Linked DNA regions of Mus musculus: all the other regions are linked to region 5. Evidence: chromatin contacts called from public promoter capture Hi-C data. All regions are on one chromosome and are shown on one strand. Each heading gives the region's core, a stretch centred on a gene start, on an enhancer-like site or on the middle of the called end of the contact. The rest is flanking DNA. Distances are from core to core; before and after follow the strand shown. Region 1 holds the start of Tm9sf4 (transmembrane 9 superfamily protein member 4). Region 2 holds the start of Epb41l1 (erythrocyte membrane protein band 4.1 like 1). Region 3 holds the start of Romo1 (reactive oxygen species modulator 1). Region 4 holds the start of Rbm39 (RNA binding motif protein 39). Region 5 holds the start of Chmp4b (charged multivesicular body protein 4B). Region 6 holds the start of Aar2 (AAR2 splicing factor homolog). Region 7 holds the start of Norad (non-coding RNA activated by DNA damage).

What was found. Promoter capture Hi-C pulls out the DNA fragments that hold promoters and counts their contacts.
Region 1: a contact with region 5 is called in a promoter capture Hi-C map of liver, with 5 times the contacts expected there. The contact joins the promoter of Tm9sf4 here to the promoter of Chmp4b in region 5. A contact is called at or near these places in 7 of 39 promoter capture datasets (the 3T3-L1 cell line, the C10 cell line, hippocampal neurons and 2 more).
Region 2: a promoter capture Hi-C map of liver shows a contact between it and region 5, with 4 times the contacts expected there. The contact joins the promoter of Epb41l1 here to the promoter of Chmp4b in region 5. A contact is called at or near these places in 2 of 39 promoter capture datasets (both in liver).
Region 3: a contact with region 5 is called in a promoter capture Hi-C map of pre-B cells, with 5 times the contacts expected there. The contact joins the promoter of Romo1 here to the promoter of Chmp4b in region 5. A contact is called at or near these places in 6 of 39 promoter capture datasets (3T3-L1-derived adipocytes, the HPC-7 cell line, fetal liver and 3 more) and 1 of 484 Hi-C or Micro-C datasets (B cells).
Region 4: a contact with region 5 is called in a promoter capture Hi-C map of pre-B cells, with 5 times the contacts expected there. The contact joins the promoter of Rbm39 here to the promoter of Chmp4b in region 5. A contact is called at or near these places in 5 of 39 promoter capture datasets (the HPC-7 cell line, erythroid cells, liver and 1 more) and 1 of 115 datasets of contacts at active chromatin or transcription factors (cardiomyocytes).
Region 6: a promoter capture Hi-C map of pre-B cells shows a contact between it and region 5, with 6 times the contacts expected there. The contact joins the promoter of Aar2 here to the promoter of Chmp4b in region 5. A contact is called at or near these places in 3 of 39 promoter capture datasets (the C10 cell line, liver and pre-B cells) and 2 of 484 Hi-C or Micro-C datasets (B cells and CD4 T cells).
Region 7: a contact with region 5 is called in a promoter capture Hi-C map of pre-B cells, with 4 times the contacts expected there. The contact joins the promoter of Norad here to the promoter of Chmp4b in region 5. A contact is called at or near these places in 2 of 39 promoter capture datasets (liver and pre-B cells).

What each region holds. Positions count from the first base shown.
Region 1 is chr2:153,160,048-153,162,747 of GRCm38.p6, reverse strand. Tm9sf4 (transmembrane 9 superfamily protein member 4) reads right to left here and starts at 1,447. Exons shown (of 18, transcript NM_133847.3): 1 at 1,177-1,447. The coding sequence starts at 1,191.
Region 2 is chr2:156,419,725-156,422,424 of GRCm38.p6, reverse strand. Epb41l1 (erythrocyte membrane protein band 4.1 like 1) reads right to left here and starts at 1,334. Exons shown (of 25, transcript NM_001368800.1): 1 at 1,126-1,334.
Region 3 is chr2:156,142,583-156,145,434 of GRCm38.p6, reverse strand. It overlaps Romo1 (reactive oxygen species modulator 1), which reads right to left and starts at 1,282. Exons shown (of 3, transcript NM_001164216.1): 1 at 1,155-1,282; 2 at 846-976. The coding sequence starts at 976. Nfs1 (nitrogen fixation gene 1 (S. cerevisiae)) reads left to right here and starts at 1,249. Exons shown (of 13, transcript NM_010911.2): 1 at 1,249-1,415; 2 at 1,977-2,068. The coding sequence starts at 1,295.
Region 4 is chr2:156,178,766-156,181,629 of GRCm38.p6, reverse strand. Rbm39 (RNA binding motif protein 39) reads left to right here and starts at 1,392. Exons shown (of 17, transcript NM_001291114.1): 1 at 1,392-1,743; 2 at 2,390-2,453. The coding sequence starts at 2,403.
Region 5 is chr2:154,655,575-154,658,335 of GRCm38.p6, reverse strand. Chmp4b (charged multivesicular body protein 4B) reads right to left here and starts at 1,310. Exons shown (of 5, transcript NM_029362.3): 1 at 965-1,310. The coding sequence starts at 1,154.
Region 6 is chr2:156,546,267-156,548,997 of GRCm38.p6, reverse strand. It overlaps Aar2 (AAR2 splicing factor homolog), which reads right to left and starts at 1,422. Exons shown (of 4, transcript NM_026661.4): 1 at 1,115-1,422.
Region 7 is chr2:156,391,501-156,394,292 of GRCm38.p6, reverse strand. It overlaps Norad (non-coding RNA activated by DNA damage), which reads left to right and starts at 1,314. Exons shown (of 1, transcript NR_024329.1): 1 at 1,314-2,792. All of the region lies in intron 2 of Gm14170 (a long non-coding RNA gene), which reads left to right.

The DNA.
Region 1 (2,700 bases), core at 198-2,697, 1.5 Mb after region 5:
AACATCAAATAACTTAAGCAAGAATTTTCCTTCAGTAGAGTCAAATGTCACAAGCTTTTTCTCTGAGTCTTTCTTGTCATTCACTACCACGATGGAATTAATTTTATCTTCTGAGGCAGCAATGTACAAGACCACCCAGGAAAATTCACTTTCGACTTTTGTTCTCATTTCTTGGCAAACAGAATTTGAGGTGAACTTCTCTTAGAAAATCTGACCTTCAAAAACTTAATTCTGTGGTTGATAAACAGAAGTCAGCTAGTGACTCATCCTTCAGGCACAGGTATATTACCTCCACTCTCATCCACAAAGAGACTTAATTCTAGTCAGCTTCATGATAGTGACCCTTTATCTGTAAGGAGCTGTGTGGAGTGGGAGGGGGATACAGACAGGCAGGGCCAGAGGTGTTTTTAAACGGTAACCCAGGGACCACCTCCATTATAAACACAGGACTGTTTGTGAGACTATAGATTCCTGAGCATGGCCTAAGGTATTGCAATCTTTGGGAGTGATGCTCAGGAAACTATTTAAACATGCCTCCCCACCAACAACCCAAGATCCCCGTGCACAGTGGGGTTTAAGAACCAATCGGATAAAAGCACTTTAGGAGAGACAGATTTTGACAGAAAAGGCAGGAGAAGGGCAGGGCCTGGGGATGGGATGATGGGCATGGGATGCCCTGGTACAGCAGCAATCAAGCGGGATGCGCTATGGGAACCGCTGAGGGTGCAGGTAAGGACAAGGCTCGGGCTGGTGCGAGCAAGGTGGCACCCGCAGACTGGTTAGGCTGATGGGTATGTGGAGAGCTGGGTATGAACGTGAGGAGGAGGAGCGAAGGCAGAAATAACGGGGGCCTCTCGGGAGGAGACAAAGCCTGGAGGGGAAGAAATGGGAAATAGGGGTGACAAGGGGCGGGAACGAAAGCTGAAATGAGAACCGTGAAGGCATGAGCCGAAGTCTTCCTTCCAAGCGGCACCTCCCCTAAAACTCCAGGCCCTGACAAGCCTAGATGCCATGCCAAGGCTAGAGAAAGGGACTTTGTAGAGGCCGACCCAGTCAAGGGTAACCCGAGCAGGGGTTCTGGAGGAGGCTGGGAACCAGGCATGGGGCGCTGGAAGGTCCTGGGCTATCCAGGGGGGCCCTGCTCCAGCTCCGGTTCCCGGAGTCTCCTTCACTCACCATCGCCGCCGCCATCTTGGATCCACGTGTCGGCGTGATGACGTCAGCGGAAGTGGTGCTTCTGTGGTTACGGAGTGTAGCTCCACTAAGGGGACTCCTGGCTTCAGATTCTTCTGTAGTCGCAGTAGTGAGGAGGTAAAAGAAGCTTAATTTCTCCTTGGCAGATTGGCCTTGGCAGTGAGGTCTCTGACTAGGTGAAGAGAACGTACGGTGTAACTATTGGAGCCATATTGACTTCTGGCAGACCCGCTCCTCCGCCTACTCCTTTTGCATTGTGGGTAATGGGGGTGTGTGGAAATAGGCGCGCTCCCTGGATGCTTTCTTTAGTATTGGCAGAAAGAGTCGTTGCCAGGGTTACCCGGGACCTTAATTGTGAAACGGAAAGCATGGTAAACCCTCTCTGACAGCTTCTGATTTAGAGTAATTTGTAATTATATGTTTAAATATTTATTTGACTATAATATAGTCTTACTAATCGGCCGTAATAACTATGAAGGTAGGACTCTGTCTTTCCCTTACACTGCGTTTTTGTCGTCAGTGAAATGGGGCAGAGATTTCTAGATTTTTTTTTTTTTTTTTTTTTTTTGGTTTTCCGAGACAGGCTGGCCTCGAACTCAGAAATCCGCCTGCCTCTGCCTCCCGAGTGCTGGGATTAAAGGCGTGCGCCACCACGCCCAGCTCTAGATTATTTTTATAATTGGCTTATGTTAAGTATCCACTGACACAATCATATAAAGTATTCAATAAATAATTGTCATTATATAACGTATGTACATTCCTTCACACATATGGTAGGTGTCCCAAACAATATGCTTTGTTAAATGAGTGAATGAAAAGCAGAACACTTAGTGAAAGGAGACATTTTTCAATGTGGACTTCTCCATTCTAACTGGCTTAATGTATGACTTGAAGCAAGTCACTTAACCATCTTAAACTTAACTTTCCAGTATTGACTTAAAAGGGTCTGGGGAGGACTCAAAGGATCATAATGGAGAAAGACTGTTTGGTTCATATATACCACTGTAAAGTGTACAAAGAGCCAGTGCGGTCTTCTTAGATGGATCCAAAAAGCTGTTAAGAGAGTAGTAATGAGTTCTGAGGATATAGTTAATTTAGCAGATAGCCTGCCTAATCTTTAGCACTGGGACTTGTAATCCCCAAACTCAGAAGGTCCAGCAAGAAGAGTTCATGGTTATCCTGGGACATGTGAGACCTTGCCTCAGTCATCATCGTTACTATCATCTTTATCATTATCCGTGTTCAGTGGCTCACACTGGTAATTTTTGCGCTCAGGATGCTGAGGAAGGAAGGCATGGTGAGTTCAAGACCATCCTGAGCCATAAAGAGAGCCACGGGCTAAACAGAAAACTCAGCATTGCTTAAGTACTGTGCCAAAACTGGTCTTAAGATTTTTAGTTATCTCTTCTGCACCTTGGCAAGGAACAGCTGAGCTCTGACCACCACTGTGGTCAGTACTGATTACTACCGTGGTGGATTTTTTTCTGCATAAATGTCTACTAACAA
Region 2 (2,700 bases), core at 85-2,584, 1.8 Mb before region 5:
ATACCAGAACTTATCAAAACAAATGCACATATACATCCAGAGATATTTTGTTTATTCTTCATCAGTAAAATGTACAAATGCACCTAAATGCACAAGAAATATACAGGGAGAATGCACACACTCACCCAGACTAGACATGCATGCAGTGCCCAAAACATGGGGGAAGAGATACAGAAACACATCTCTCTCAAAGTATGAAGACCTTCTGAGAGGGGATTCCTTGGAGTGGGGCGCTGGCCATTTAAGATAGTGATCAGTTTTACTAGTCTTTGTAGGGTACCTAGGCTGCTGCCCTTCCGAACAGTGTCCAGGGTGAGGGTGGAGGGTACCTAACCAGGCTGGGCTGTAGCTGGCCAGGGTGATGGTCGTTACACAGCAAGGAAACATATCACAGAACCCCGCTGAGGGGCCTCTGTTGCTTCTACCCACACCCATGCCTGCGCACAGACACACCCTCTTCACACCTAATCCCCCACCCCACCCCTCACAAACACACACCCGGGATTTGAGCAGGCCACGCCCTCTGCTTCAGCTCAGCTGGGAGCCAGGCTCCACTGGCAGTAGGGCTCTCCCGTACCCCGGGTGTGGCTGCCCACCTGCCAGCAGGGAGTCTCCACTCAGCTAAGACGCCCCCGCCGCTGCTGCTACCCACTTCCTCGGCCAGTGCCGGGCTCCGGGCGACGCCAGCGCCTCGGCTGCCGCCCCCACCCCCTTCCTCCCGGCAGTGCGGAGACAAAGCCGAGCACACGCACACAGGGGCTACGCGGGTGCACACCCGCCCTCACACGCGCACACACACGGGGAGTCACACTGGCGTGCACACAGCGAAACACACACACACGAACACTCACATACACCCGCCATAGGCTTCAGCCACAAGCGAAGCCATCATCAGCATAGGCACACTGCCTCATCCAGATGTACACACTGTTACACATTGGGACACACCCTCTCTAGGCACATCTCCGGATAAGCAAACCAGGGCACACAGACCCTTACCAGATTAGTACACCACCCAGCCCCTTACTCAGATGCACACGCACGTACACACCACTTGCACCGACCCACAGACACACGCGCGTTCACATTAAACGCACACCCGGAGATGTGGACCCCGACACGTACCCGCAAAGACACGAATCGTAGCTTCGGCCACGCACGTCCTCCAGCACGCGAGCTCGGGACGTAGCAACAGCCTGCTCGGTCTCCGCGCCCTGCTAACCTGGCGGCGGCGGCGCGGCTTCCGGGAGCCGTCTGTCTGTCTGTCTCTGAGTCCCTTCGTCCAGTGGCCGCCCAGGCAGGCTCCAAGACGCTCCGGAGCTGCGCAGAAATGCCCCGCTCGCTCTCTCGCTCGCTCGCTCGTTCGCTCCCTCCCACGGCGCTCAGCCCCCTCCCCGCCCGCTCCGCACACCCCCTCTCCCCCTCTGCCCCGCCCCGCCAGCTCCCTGGGAGGAGGCGGCGGCGATCCGGGCCAGGCAGCGTCCGAAGGGTGTGCGAGTAGCGAGCGCGACCCACTGGCCCCAAGAGCCGAGCTGCCCAGGAGCAGGCGCGTCCGATCCCAGGGAGGGGAACTCGGAGGGGTGTGCGCCCCGCGAGCCCGCGCCGCTGGCTTCCCCCACGTGGGACAGACGCCCACCAGAGCCTAGGCAGAGCTCAGAGGCCGAGGCGAGCAGCGGGACCACGAAGACGAGACTCTCCACGGAGCCTCCTCTCCCTCCAGGTCCCAGCCCCGTGGGCTCGGCCTTACTCCACCTCCTAGAGAGTCGCCACCGGCACCAAGTCTGCTTCACCTCGCCTTTGACTGAGAGCTTGGCGTTCAGGCCGGTAGCCTGGGCTAACCTGGGGGACCAGCAGCACCACTGGCCTCCACTCCCTCCAGCAGGGACCTGGCCGACGCCCACTACCCTTCAGCCTCCCTCCTATTGTTCGGGCGGCCTAAGCTGCGGAGCTGTGGAGGACCACGCAGCTCTTTCCAACCAGTCTGAGGTGGCAGTCCTTTGGCACTCTTTGGAAGCAAGGGCCGAGCCCCTGGTCCCAAGACCCTGGGGACCCACAGGCCCAAGCATGCCCAAAGTCAAGCGTTTCTCTGAATTATGATTATATCCGCCCTGGACCTTACAGGCTCCTGCCGGAAGGTACTGCTTTGAACACACACGTAAAGCTAAGCATAGGAAAAGGACAAAGTAACGAAAACAGTGAACCTAGAATAGTATCCATAGAAGGTAGGGCGTCTATGGGGTTAGCTGAAGAAACTGAGCTTGGGTTCCCAGAGCAAGGGCCAGACCTCAGAAGGCCAGGAATACCAAGCCTCCTTTGTTAGACTTTGAAGGGAAGAAAAGGAAGAAGTAAATGTAAGAACTTACCGGGTTTTATTAGAGGCCTCTGCATGGGTAACAACCTAGGCAAATGACTCCAAAATGTAAACACCTTCACCTCTTGTGACCTTACCTTATCTTAAGTGGTAGCTGGGATCCACCTGAGTCTGCCCCAGGTAGCACAGAATCAAAGGCTAGGCCAGTAATTCTGGTTCTTCACTGCGGTCCCATCTCCTCCTCCCCACCCCCACCACTCTGCTACAGGATGCTAAGAGCAGATTGGAATCAAACAGCTGAATAGATAAATCCAGAAGGGGAGGCCTGGTTTGGACCTCCAGGGACATTGATAAACTGAGAGGACAAAACTAAGGAAACCAAGGCCCTA
Region 3 (2,852 bases), core at 33-2,532, 1.5 Mb before region 5:
AAGGAAAATATCTATCTAGGGTCTCTAGGACCTGTGCTGAATGCTGCATTAGTTTGTAGATGCAGAGATAATGAAGTACATGGGCAAGAAAGCAGTCGTGTTTGTGCCTCTATGGTATTTTATCATTGAGTAGCCAGTTTTCTTCTAGATAATTCCTTAGTGTTTTGTTTTGTTTAACCTAGATTGAGTCAAGCGCTGCAATTTATAAACTGCATAAAGTGTAAAATGGACATTACAGACTCGGTAACTACACTTTTTAATTTATTATTTATTATTATTATTATTTATTTTGAGACGGTTTCTCTGTGTAACAGCCCTGGCTGTCTGGAACTCACATTTATATACCAGGCTAGTATCGAACTCAGGAATCTGCCACTCCGTCCAGAGTGCTGGTGGATTTAAGGTGCTCACAGCTAATGCTCGGTGGTTAACTACAGTACTTAGCACTACAATTAAACTAGTGCTGGGTAAATAGTAATTTATAAGCACAGTATCCAAATGTGATAGCAGTTTATCTCAGAGGTAGAATATTTCACTACACCTAATTCTCATCAGGCTTGCTTCATTACATGCAGTTGGGAGTTAAAACGCCATGCAACAATAATAACCCTTCGCTAAGTAATTACGACGTGCCAGATAATGTAAATCATACTAATATGATTGGCTCTTACAAAAGTGGAGGTAAGTGTCCAGTACTCCACTAAACTCAATAACACTGAACTAACAAAGGAGTCAGAAAGCCATTTTGACTTTAGAACTCAGATCCGTAAATCCTGTGCTTTCAACCTCGTCTGAGTGGGCTCTGGAGCCCTCGGAAGGCAGGAAGTTCTGTCCGCGAGGCTCACCTGAGACAGGAGAAGGTGCCGAACAGCGCCCCGGCCGCCATACCCACTGCGCAACCCATGACGAAGCCCATCTTCACGCGGTCGAAGCAGCTGGGCTGGGACTGCCCGTAGGGACCCACGGCCACCGGCATCTGCGGCGAGAGTGCTAGGACAGTGAGGGCCTGGTCACCAGCCGTGGCGTCGGCCAGGGGACGCACAGCAGGGTCACATAGCACCCGGGTCAGAAGCCAGCCCGCGGCACGCCTCCACCACCCTCGCGATGGAGGACCCCGCACGCGCGACGCAGGCCACTGTCGGGCCCCACCTCACCTCGTTCTCCGCTGCGATCGCTCAGCTCGACGTCTCACTCCGAATGCTAGGCGGAGGGCGCTCGCGGTCCGTGGGATCGCTTCCGGAGCACAGCGCAGTTACTTCCGGGAGCATGGGCTGAGGACTTGCAAGCGCCGCGGATGGTGGGCTCTGTGGCTGGGAACATGCTGCTGCGAGCCGCTTGGAGGCGGGCGTCGTTGGCGGCTACCTCCTTGGCCCTGGGAAGGTCCTCGGTGCCCACCCGGGGACTGCGCCTGCGCGGTACGTTCCCTTTCCTTTTCGTTCCCACGGTTTCTGGAGGAGCGAACCCCCTTGGGTCGGTGCTGCTAAGCACTGCATTATTGCGGATCCTACCCGCCTTGTTCCATCGCCCAGTCTCTTAAACCTTCCCGTCGCCCGGTCTCCTATTTGTTTTCGGGAGGGCCCTTACATACTGCTCCGCACTTCCCTTGAGCGGAATTCTCATCCTTCAGTTCTCTCCTGACCAAGTCTTAAAGATGCTAGATGAGCTTCCTCCTGCCGTGAACCTTTGAAGGAACCTGCGCTTTTCACTTTTCTTCTAAATGGCTTTGCTTTTTACAGCTCGTCCCACTCGGTGCTATGTAGTTTAAACATTGCCCCCGACTGCTGCTGCCCGCGCCCTTTCCAAGAACCCTGTGTCTATTACTTAACTCGATGTCTTTCAGCGCGTGTTGTTGTTTGTTTACTTTGACACTGGACCTCCGCCTTCCTTAAATTCACCTCAAAGAAGCTTTGACCATCTGTTGTTTTGTGTGCCCTTCGTCCACGGTTTCTCACTTTGCCACTGCTATCTGTTGTTAGTTGTAGATCATGGCCCCCATTCGCCTGTTCACTCAGAGGCAGAGGCAGTGCTGCGACCTCTCTACATGGACGTACAGGCCACCACTCCTCTGGTAAGGACTAACAGAGGTTCTTTGTAGGGAGGAAAGGTTAGAAGGACAAATTTCACCGACAGGCTAAAATTCATCCGACTTGAGAACTATTAAATGTGCTAGGAAAAGGAGCTGCCAGGAATCAGGAGGCTAAGATGTTAGTTTAGTAGAAAAGGCTTTACTGTTTTTTAGCTACTGACCCTGTCAGATCCTTCCAGTACAGGCATTATAACTAATAGTAATTGCTCGGGTGTTGGAGCTGGACAGTGTGGCATGGGTAGTTTGAGTGAGCTTAAGACCAGCCTAAGCCACATAGGGAGTTTCAAACCTATGTTGTTATTTTGTTTTGTTTTTAATTTTATATATACACAAGGACACTGTAGCTATGCTCAGACACTCCAGAAGAGGGCATCAGATTCCATTACAGATGGTTGTGAGCCACCATGTGGTTGCTGGGAATTGAACTCGGGACCTCTGGGAGAGCAGTCAGTGCTCTTTAACTGCTGAGCCATCTCTCCAGCCCCCTCAAACTTTTGTTTGTTTGTTTGTTTGTTTGTTAAATGTGCCAGGCATTGGTGGCACATGCCTTTAATCCCAGCATGGGGGGCGGGGGCAGAGGCTGGCAGATTTCCGAGTTCAAGGCCAGCCTGGTCTACAAAGTGAGTTCCAGGACAGCCAGGGCTATACAGAGAAACCCTGTCTCAAAAAACCCAAAAAGAAAAAAGAAAAGAAAAGTGTGTATCAGCACACCTGGCAGGCTTATAAATATGAGGTCAGATTCAACTACATAAGACCTTATCTTTCA
Region 4 (2,864 bases), core at 143-2,642, 1.5 Mb before region 5:
AAAGCCTAATCTTTCAGCAGGAAACTATCAGTGATTTCATGCAGTGTGCCACATCTGAGAGAGAAAGCCAGATCAGCTAAATTTTTTGGAACTCATAAGGCTGACCTCAAATTCACAGAAATCCCCCTGCTTCTGTTTTCTGAGTGCATAACTATAGACAAGCTCTACCAGGCATGCTAGAAAAGTCACCTGCCAACTGTATTACATTGCCAGCCCCAAGAAGTTTCCTGTCATCATTCCACATGCTCTTCCTACTCCTCACGAGCTTTCAGGGAGAGTCCACCTGGACATACATCCCCTGCTAAACTTGGGAATTAGTGAATATTTGCAGTCTTGGCTAGTGTCAAGCTTATCCTTGCTACTAATTATAATATTCCCCCCTTGAGGAGGAATCGGAATATATGGAGAGCTTAATTTACTTGCTCAAGGTCACATTGTTGGAGTGGCTACACCAAGCAAGGTGTGACATTTTGGACCTTTTATACCCTCAATTATTAAGCTGCTGATAGGTTTCCAGACTGGTTTGATATTTTATTTCAAAACGTTTTCTATTATGTAAAAGTGGGAGAAAAAAAAAACCTTCCAATGATCACTCAGCTTCTCTACCACAGAATTAACCACTCCCAAATACACAAAAAGCAAACCAAATAAAATCCAACAAAAATTAAACAAAAGCGGTAAATTCACACAGTCAAAATCCTAGGGAAAAGTGAGGGGACCTTTTAAAGTCACAAACCACCCCGATTCAGAGCCCGACTAAATTCAGGGGTTAGAAAGCTACACACTGCGGTTTCTTCCCAGCCCGGCCACCGCCTCCGGTTTCCAAGGGTGTTGCGAAGCTTCACTATCGAGCCCACATCTAACTGGTGACACCAAACGACAAGAAAATCGTACTTTTTATTCCCATTCCCCTGTGTACAGCTCGTTCTTGTCTGCATGCGTTTTCACCACTGGTGGGTCTGGACACGACTGTCTTAGCCCACAGCCATATGTATTATAATAGGTTGCCTTATGGCGACCTTGACAGCCATCTGTGTGGGAGGGCGGGTGTCCGGGGTGGGGGTCGGCTCTGAGAGGGGAAACCTTCACACCCAGCGAGGAGATGACACCAGCCAGGATGACAGCAACGATGCACCACTCAGCAAGGAATCCTCCCAAAGATTGACAGTCAGGGCACCAACTGTCTTTGCCCGATAGAGGACGCACCCTCGCGAGACTTGGGTGCAGCTCTGGCGGGGGAGTCCGAGAAGCCTTTCGGAATTGGGGGAAGGGAAACTGTGATCATCTGTGGCGCAATCATTGCGCGAGATTGGGCCACGGTCGCCGGGAGCCGCGGTGAGAGATCTCGCGATAGTTCGTGCTTTCCAGTCTGGAACCCGGGGCAGTTTCTCGCGAGAGCCCGTGCTTGCGGCTCCGGGAGACCCCGGGTGTTTGTGTGTGTGTATGTGTTGGTGACTGTGAGTACGGAGGAGCAGCGGCCGCCATTTCAGGGAGCTAGCCGACGCTGTCGCAGGGGTGGATCCTGAGCTGCCGAAGCCGCTGCCCTGCTCTCCGTCGCGGGCTCCTTTAATCCCATTGTTTCTTTTAGATTCGCTTGGGCCTAGACGCCCTCGGGGCCCGATATTCGGGTTGGGCGGTACCGCGGCCTGGGCCTAGTGGCTTAACAGTAGCGACAGCAGCAGCGGCGGCGGCGGCGGCAGCCGACTTCCCGTGGCGAGCACAGGCGCGCGGAAGCCCGCACAGGTACGGGGCGTCGCGGCCGGCGGGGAGTGGGTCGCCTGCCCGAGCTGGGTGCTCCGCGATGCCGAGGCTTTTCGCCGCTTTGCTCGGCGCGCAGAGGGGGAGGGGGCCTTCCCGGTACGGTGGGGTCACCTCTCCTCGGCCGTGCCCTTCATCTCGGGCAAGGACGTCGTGGGCGTTTTTTGGTAGCGGCCGGGACCTCCGTGGGGACCTCGGTCAGATAAAGATCTGTCCTTCCGAGGGCCGGGGCTGGTCGCGACCTCCCAACATGGCGCCCGTGGAACGCCGCCGTGGTACACAACCCCTCCCAGCGGAGGGAGTCTCCCTCCGCCGCTAAAATGGCAGCGCGGGTTTTGTGCGGTGAGGAAGCGCTCCGCTGCATCCTTCCTGGGGGCGCTTTTAGCCGCTCGCGGGCGGGCTTTTGAAATTCGACCTGGAGTCCTGCTCCTGTCTTAGGTACAAGGAACGTGACACTTGGCGTACCCAAGGCAGCCTTGTCTGATGGGCGTCGCACAATTTTAGCCATCGTAGCGCTTTCAAAGGAGTTTTCTCAGGCTTTGAGGATGGGAGATCAAGGGGACATTTTATCTTATTTTATTATTTAGCAGAATTGCAGGTGTACTTACAGGACTGTCTTGTTCTTCCCCAGGCGAGTAGAGAAAATGGCAGACGATATTGATATTGAAGCCATGCTTGAGGCCCCTTACAAGAAGGTGAGAAAACACGCTAGTGAGCTTTAATATATTTCTTAATTTAGCATTATTCACGAAACTACTGCTGAAATGTAAACTAACCTTCCCGGAGCCCTCTTGATTACCTTATCAGAGATGCAATACGTGTAACTTACAAAAGTAAATATATGCTATTGATGTAATAATATTGTGCAGTAGTTTCACTTCAGCGTGATGAATAAATGCCCATCTATCTCTCTTTGTAGACTTGCCTAACGATATCTCACCTCTACTCCCATGAATTCACCTTTGATTCCAGTGTGAACTGTCAATCATAAGGTAGTAATTGAGTGACTTATCGCTGTACCGTGGTCCCCTAGGTAAAATGACTCAACTAAGAATTACCAGCTCCAGTTTGGTATAGCAAAAAGGTGAATGTAGTGGTTTGGGAAA
Region 5 (2,761 bases), core at 61-2,560:
TCTCTATCTCTCAACTTCGGCCCACTCTCAAGGGGTGACCTGTCACGCTATGATTCATGCTCACATTGTTGTAACAAAAACACACATGAGCATTTTGACTTTCTTTACAGTCATTCACACATTTTCACATCCATCTCACTGAAGAAAACTACAAGGTACTTCCTAGACAGTTTCGATTCCTAGACAGGAAGCAAAGAAGCTTTCAAGTTCCAATCAACAACAGGACTGGGTCAACAGAGGCAGAGTCCTCGTCATTTCTGGTTCAGGAGGAACGGGGAAGTGGTGAGTCACAAGAGGGTAAGGCTTACAACACGGAAGCTCTGAGAATCACAGGGTTATCGACATCTTAGGTCTTCCAGTGGCCAGCTCCTAGCCGGTGGATGTGGAACTCAAAACTTAACAAGTACACTCAACAAGTGAACAGACAGAGCGGGTCCCAGAGGGTCTCTTCACTCCCCAGTTCTCTTTTTTCTCCATAAAGGAAGCTTCTCAAGAAGACTCCTAAGTCAGGGGCAGAAGGCAGCTCAGACGTCACCAAGGGCTCAGGAGAGGACAGAGGTGGACCAAGAAACACATAAATGATAGGGTGGGGCAAAGAAATGAACCAAGGTGGGGGTAGAGGCAGTGGCTGGGAAGATGGGTGAGGCCAAAGAGAAAAGAATACAATGGAACAGAGTGGAACAGACTGAGCAAAGTTAAAGTGCTGTGAGATCTGGGTCAGAAGAGGCCTGCCAGGGTAGGGAGAGTTTGAAGGGAGTCTGATGATGCAAGTGAACCGGCTCAAGGAGACCCAGAAGGAGTCAGATGGAAAGGGATCCCCGGCTCGGCTGGACAACGAAAGAAGTCTGGCCGGAGAGTTCCAGAGTCGAGAGAGACCCCGAAACGAGTTAGACAAAGTGGAGTCCGGGCCTGGGGAGCCTTAGGAGAGCCAGTGGAGAGTCTGATGGGGCCCCAGCCGTCTCACCGCGTTTATTTTTGGTGCCGTGCTTCTTGGCAGCCGTCAGCTCCTGTTCGATTTTCTTCTCCAGGAACTCCTGCTTCTTGCTTAACATCTCCTCCGTGTCCCGAAGCCGCTGGATGGCCTCCTGGGGGGTCGGGCCGCCCTTGCCCGCCTTACCCCCTCCAGCCCCGAACAGCTTCCCGAACACCGACATGGTTGCTGCTCGCCGCGCCGGCCTCCGGCGCCCACTCCGGCTCGGCTCGGCTCGGCTCGGCTCGGCTCCCGCGCCCACTCCCGGCCTGCCGCTCCCCGCAGCCGCAGGCCTCGCCTCCACCTCCGCCCCGCAGCTGGGCCCGGCCGCGCCACCTCCCACAGGCCCCCACGCCCGGGCCCGGCCGGCGTCAGGGCAACGCGCCGCTGACTACAGCTCCCAGAGCACCACGCGCCCGCAGCCCCTCGAGTCTAAGGGAGGACCGCGCGCTGCAAGCCGGGAGTCTGAGTTTTCCGGCTCCTGGCGTACTATGGCGCATCTTTTTAGTCTCGCAGAGGTCAAAGGGCAATGTGGCATGCTGGAAAATGTAGTCTCTTTGGAATGTGTTCCGTAGAGATGAAAGACCAGGAAGAGAAGAAATAACTATTACAAAAAGAGGGGTTCGTTGTGCTGGTCCGTGATAGAACCCTGGACCTAATTCACAGCACGGGAAGTAATAGTGATAACAACATCACTCATTTTCTATGATCTCTGGAACATAGTACTTTACAATCATAATCACATTTGATTCTTAAAGCAGTTTACAACAGATAATGCTGTTCCTATTTTGTGTGTCTGTTTTGGAACCAGACTTTCATGTAGCCTAAGCTGGCCTTGAAGTTCCTAAGGATCAGAGGCTGGCCTGTCTCTGCCTCTGAAGTGTTGGATCTGTGCTGTTCCTAATTTATATGTCAGTGAATCAAGCCCAGGAAACTGGCTGTCTAACTAGCTTACTTTACCAGACCGGTCAGTTCTCTCTACTTGGATGAGCTGTCATTCTCTTTATTCACCTAAGAGACCTTCTGAAACCTAAAATAGACTAACCACCTTGGCAGTGTAATTCAACAGCAAAGCTTCAAAATCAGCCTCGAATATTCATTTAGATACTTACTTCCTCTTGCTTTCCAAAGCTGTAAATTTGAAATTGTCACAAGTCCTCTTAAAAGAGTTTGTAAGTGAGATAGGAATATAAAGGGCCCAGCTGACTACAGGCACTCAAATAAAGATGTGTGTTTTAAACAGGACTTGGCAATTCATGCCTATAATCTCACATCTTTTGAAAGGCTGAGATAAGAGGGCTGCCATGTGGTGGCACATGCCTTTAATCCCAGAGGCAAAGGCAGAGGCAGGTAGATTTCTGAGTTATAGGCCAGCCTAGTCTACAGACTGAGTTCCAGGACAGCCAGGGCTATACAGAGAAACCCTGACTTGAAAAAACCTCCTGAATGTAATTGTATTTCTGGCACTGAAAAAAAAAAAAGAAAGAAAGAAAGAAAGAAAGAAAGAAAGAAAGAAAAAGAAAAAACCTCCTGTCTGTTTGAGTTCTGACCTGCTTTCATGATGATCAATGATATGGAAGTATAAGCTCAGTAAACCATTTCCTCCCCGAGTTGCTTTGGTCACAATAATAGTAAGACACTCTAGGAGTATAGAAAGTCATGTTTGGGGGGATTATATTAGAAAACTCAAATTTAACTTAAATACTCTTACCACACAATTGGCATCCGTCTCTGGGGAAGAATTTGAACCTACATTGGGACTCTTGGTTTTGTTGTTGTTGTTTTTTGGTT
Region 6 (2,731 bases), core at 173-2,672, 1.9 Mb before region 5:
GGAGAAAAGACTCTAAATTAGCACTCTTTTTCAAACTGCAAGATGTATCTTGAGTTAAGAAATCATTTTTAGCCGGGCGGTGGTGGCGCACGCCTTTAATCCCAGCACTTGGGAGGCAGAGGCAGGAGGATTTCTGAGTTCGAGGCCCAGCCTGGTCTACAAAGTGAGTTCCAGGACAGTCAGGGCTACACAGGGAAACCCTGTCTCGAAAAAACAAAACAAAACAAAACGAAAGAAAGAAAGAAAGAAAGAAGGAAGGAAATCATTTTTAGACAGAAAGCTATCTGAAATAATGAGAAAAGTTACACAGAAGCCAGAAGAGGATGCTGAATTCCCTGACACTGGAGTTAGAGGTGGGTTTAGCACCATGGCGCCCTTAGGAACTGAGTCCAGGTCCCCTGGAAGAGCAGACAAGTCTCTTAACCACCAAGTCATCTCTCCAGCACCAAGAAGAGAACTTTTAAGCTATTGGAATGCCACAAGTAACAAGGATAGGAATGGTTCCAAGAAGACATGTGCTTGTATATACATGTGATCACAGCATAAAAGTCTTGTGACTGTAGTTCACAGTAAAAAAAAAAAAAAGTCTGAAACACAAACGAATACTCTTCACAAGCCTGCAATACAGAGACAACTCCTCAGCGTATTCACCGCCTTCCAAGAGTGGAGAGTACTTGGTCCTCAATGCGTTCTCTATCTGGCTTTAGGGAATGGCCCGAAAACGCTGCATGAATTTCCCTGGGCAACTCTTCAGCTAATTTAATACCACCCCAATCCGAAGGATTGTTCTAACCACACTGGCTTCTTTCTTACCCTCACACCAGAGAAAACTCTACCCATAGCACTTGGTCACACAATTATTTTTCTTTTTTTAATCTTAGTAAAGCCTCCTCGACCCGGGACTAAGTCAAATGTTGGTGATGACACTCTGGCTACCCTGTTGCCGTTCAGTTCCAGGGACAGGTGTGTAACTTTGTGTACTTGGTTGAAGACTGTCATGCCCACAAGACTCGAGTCCCTGATGCCTAGCATACACACGAAGCTTAATTTTTTTTTTTTAACTTACGATAATATGCACTTTAAATAAAGCCAGGAAGCCGGGTAGGTGACTTACCGGAAGCCACGCAGATCCAGCTCGAGTGAGTCTCGTTCTCTGGTTACAGTTAAAGGGGTGTGGGGGGAAGTTCCTTCGGGAGCCCCAGAGACCCTGACCACGGTGTCCTCAGGGACGGGTTCTCAGGAAGAAAGGCCTCCTCAGACACCAGCTCACAAAGCCAGACTCCGCCAGCGCGATTCTGAGACAAGAAGCGAGGTGGCCCGACCACACACAAGGAAACCGGAGGCCGAAAGGCGCACCGAGGGCCGACACTCACCGTAGCACCTCAAGCTCCGGTTCCGCGGAAACGGGACGGAAGTTCGGCTGCTTTGGTGCCGGATAGGTGCTACGGAAAAAGTAGTCCGGCGGAGCCCCGAGTCTCAGAAGAAATGGCCCGTGCTTCCAGGTTCCTCACGATAAGCACTTCATTTTCTTCTTACTGTTTCGTTTTACTTCCCGAATTATAAATAACGACTTTAATTAAACTATCCACTTTATATCCCCGTCCAGAAACATACTCACCATCCACAGTCCTTTTGGTCTCAAGCAGACACGGGCTGGCCAAAGCATGGTTCAGGTGTTGGCACACAGTAGCCACAGACTGGCTCAGTCATGGTTGGTCCTCTTTAGCCACATTTCCTATGCCGGTCACCATGTCAAAAGTTCCCTATTATCTCCAAGTCCCGGCTTCCAGACACATTCATCCCTAGTTTCAGAACCAAGGCTGTTGCCTGAAGGGAGAACCAGTCCCTTCAAACGCAAACACAGCAGTTCCTCTGGAAATGACCACCCAGTGTTTTCCAGGCCTTACAGAATACAGCAGTCAAGCTATAAATGTGCACTGAGTGAGGAAACCTGACTGTCTTTTTCTTCTCTATTTCCTTAGAACCTAGCACATAGCCCTCATAAATGTACTGTGTATTTAATAACAAATCAAATGATGTGTATAGTAAATGACTATCCATAGGCCTTGCTGTATTAGTCAGGGTTCTCTAGAGTCACAAAACTTATGGGTAGTCTCTATATAGTAAGGGAATTTGTTGATGACTTACAGTCTGTAGTCCAGCTCTCCAACAATGGTGAGCAGCAGCTGTGAATGGAAATCCAAGGATCTAGCAGTTGCTCAGTCCCACAAGGCAAGCAGGTGAACAAGAGAGAGAGAGAATCTTCCTTCTTCCAATGTCCTTATGTAGGTCTCCAGCAGAAAGTGTGTGCCCAGATTAAAGGTGTGTGCCATCACACCTGGATCTGGAACTTGCTTTGTCCCACATGACTTTAAACTCAGAGATCTCCCCTGTCTTAATCTTCTCGGATTCATAACCACTATGCCTCAAGATTTCCATGCCATTATCCAGGTCAGACACTTGCATCTCCCAGCCTCCAGATTAGGGTCACTGTGAGCCTACCAATTCTGGATTGTAGTTCATTCCGGATATAGTCAAGTTGACAACCAGGAAGAGCCAGTACACTAACCTTGTGCTCAGTGGTTCTGTACATCAGAACTCCACCATGAGCCAGAGCTACTGGGAGATACATAGATACTACTTCTAATCTCCTCACTAACCATAGCCAAGATGTGACCCTCCTCTAATCTTGTACTGCCAACTTTCCCGACCTGATTGTAAGCTTGTTTAT
Region 7 (2,792 bases), core at 65-2,564, 1.7 Mb before region 5:
CATCTTGTGCTTCCTGATGTAGGTGCTGGGATCCAAACTCTAGTCCACTGATAGAGCAAGCACTAACTGCTGAGCCATCTCTCCAGGCCCAAGGATAGTGTTGCCATTGGCATGTTTTGTGGGGCAGAAGAGTGCTTATTACACAGCCTTGGCCAACCTGGAACTTGCTGTGTGGTTTGATCATAGTCAGTCGGATAACTGAGAGAGTGACTAACTGACCAGTGAGTGGAAGCAGTAAACAACAGCACACATTACATCCTGGAAGGATGGTATGGGGCATCATGGACTATGGGCAATGTAAAACGTACACAGTGACTATTTGGGAAATTATCCACTTAGTGTTTCTGGGAAGCAGTTCACCTCTGGGTAGCTGAAACGAAAAAGGGAACCCAGGGTCAGGAGAACTACTGTATACCATACGTCACCATCTGCTGTAAGGGCTCTCATCTCTGACCTTGTCCCTGATTCCGCTGACTTTCATGGCACATCTCAAAGCCCTTCAGTGGCTCTCATTTCTGTCTTGTATTCATTGACCAGATCCAACCCTCCTCTCTTCCCTGGCCTTAGCTCTTTGTGGAGCAGGTAAGGCCTATGTGGTCCATTTCATAGCCTGTTAACTGTTTGCTGTTCTCTTCTGTTAGGGAGGCTCTTTACACACACTCTGTGAGACTATGTTATCCCTTGCCTCCTTCAAGACTTTGTTCCAGGGGACTGGAGAGATGGCTCAGCTCAGCTGTCTATAATTCCAGTTCCAGGGCATCTAAAACTTTTACACAGACACAGATAGACAGAAACAGACAGGCAGGCAGACAGACAGACACACGCACACACACACACACCACCGTGGACAGAAACTGTGAGAGGGGTGATGTGGGGGGAGGGGTCCGATTTGCCTTCTTAGCCTCATGGAATAATAAATTCTATGGGGTTGTATTTGAGTAGATAAGAGGCAAGCAGTTCACTATCTTACTAGGTAATTAGTTTATAACACCACTTCTAGTGAGACTAGTGTAGTACTTCAGGCCCTTAGGCGTTTGCCTATAATTATTTTTATAATGTATCACAAATTGCTGGGACTGCTAGTGTGGGCTTTTTCTTTTTTTCTTTTTCACTTTTGGCCTTTTATTCTCCCCTTGGCCTTCTAGTCTCTACAAAAGATGTAAAGAGACTTAAAGAAAAAAAGACCCCCGCCCCCAACCCCAGGCTCCCCCCCCCCCCCCCCCCCCCCGCTCCCGGCCGGAACCTTGCAGTTGGGGAAACGTTAGCTCTCCGGTGGTGTTTTTGCGGGCTTCCGGTGCCGCTCCAGCCTGGGCGAGAAGAATTGCCAAGTCAGTTCCGGCAGAGAGCGCAGCGAGCTCGGGAGTGTGGCCTTCTTCGCCCCGGGCCCCTCACGGCCTCGGCCCGCGCCGGGTGAGCCCGAGGGGCCCGGGAGCAGCCTCGGTCCCTACTCTGCGGACGCCAGGAGCCCTCGCCCTCGAGGCAGCCACCGGCTAGGCCACGCGGCCATTCCGCAGCGACTCTTGCCCTGCCAACGATGCGCCTGCATGGCGGCGGCCTCCCCGACTCCACCGGCGCCCTCTCTCCAGGGCCGGGCCCACCGAGGAGTCCCAGCCAGGCCTTCGAGGACGCCTCGAAAGTGGCGGCGAGCGTGGCATGACGGGAAGAATGGCATCCACCTGAAGGCCAAGGCTGGGCCTTCGGGGCTTCTGCGGCCTAAGGCGGCGGGTCTGAGCAAGAACACTCTGCCATCGCCGGCTCGGGACGGGAGGCCCACCCGTGGCCGAGCACGCAGACCTGGATGAACCGAGGCCTCGATGGGCCTGGACGAAGGTGAGCGGGGCCCCGAATCACGGCGAGAGGAACGATCGATTCTTGGGCCGCGGGTCTTCCCTCCACCCGAGAGAAGCCGAGACGCGACAACCGCAGGCGGCCATTCGGAAACGCTGTCGCCGTAGAAGTCCTGTGTATATAATATGAAAAAGCTGCTCTCAACCTTTCCCCCGACCCTTTTTAGACTTCTGGCTAAATCTGGACGTCTAACTGTAGAGATTGCCGACGCAGGGTAAAGGAGAGGTAGGAGATGACGTGAATACCCAGTCGCCATAAAAAGAAGATCGTGGACACGTCTTCTGCAAGTGATTTTGAAATGGAATTGTTTAGGCCGCCTCTAGAAAGACCCAGGAGCGACACTCGTCCCTGTTTGTTCAGTACCTTAGAGGATCCAGCAGGAGGAAGAAGAGGCCCGGAGCCAGATTGGTCGTGTGAAGAAGACGTGTCTCTCTTTTTTATCCTATTGTATTGTGTATGCATTTTAGTCCTCATTTCTTACCCCCCACACCATGTTTGCGTGTGTGCCTGTGTGTGTGTATTTGAGTGTGTTTGAAAATGCCAGGTTTTGGGGGTAATGTCTTTCTAGCTGCTCTGAAGTGCCTGCCATATTTTATAAGTAGTAAACATGCTGTAAATACCTTTTTGTTAGGATTCATTTGAATTATTGTTTGGAGAAGAAAAGCCAAACCTCTCCTGAGTTGACCGCATTGTGTTTGTGCCCTGGTTCCCAGAAGGAAATCCAGAGCTCTAAGCTACTGTGGTCCGTGAGTGGAAAGGAACCACTATCTCCCACTATCCCATTTTGTTTGGCTTTTCTTTGTACATAGTGTATGTAAAGGACAAAGGGGTCCTAATTTACAACATCTAGTCACTCTAGATGTTAAAGAGGTTGCCAGTGTATGACAAAGTAGAGTTAGTAGAACAACACTTTTTTTTTTTTTTTTTTTTACATTTTGTGTTAA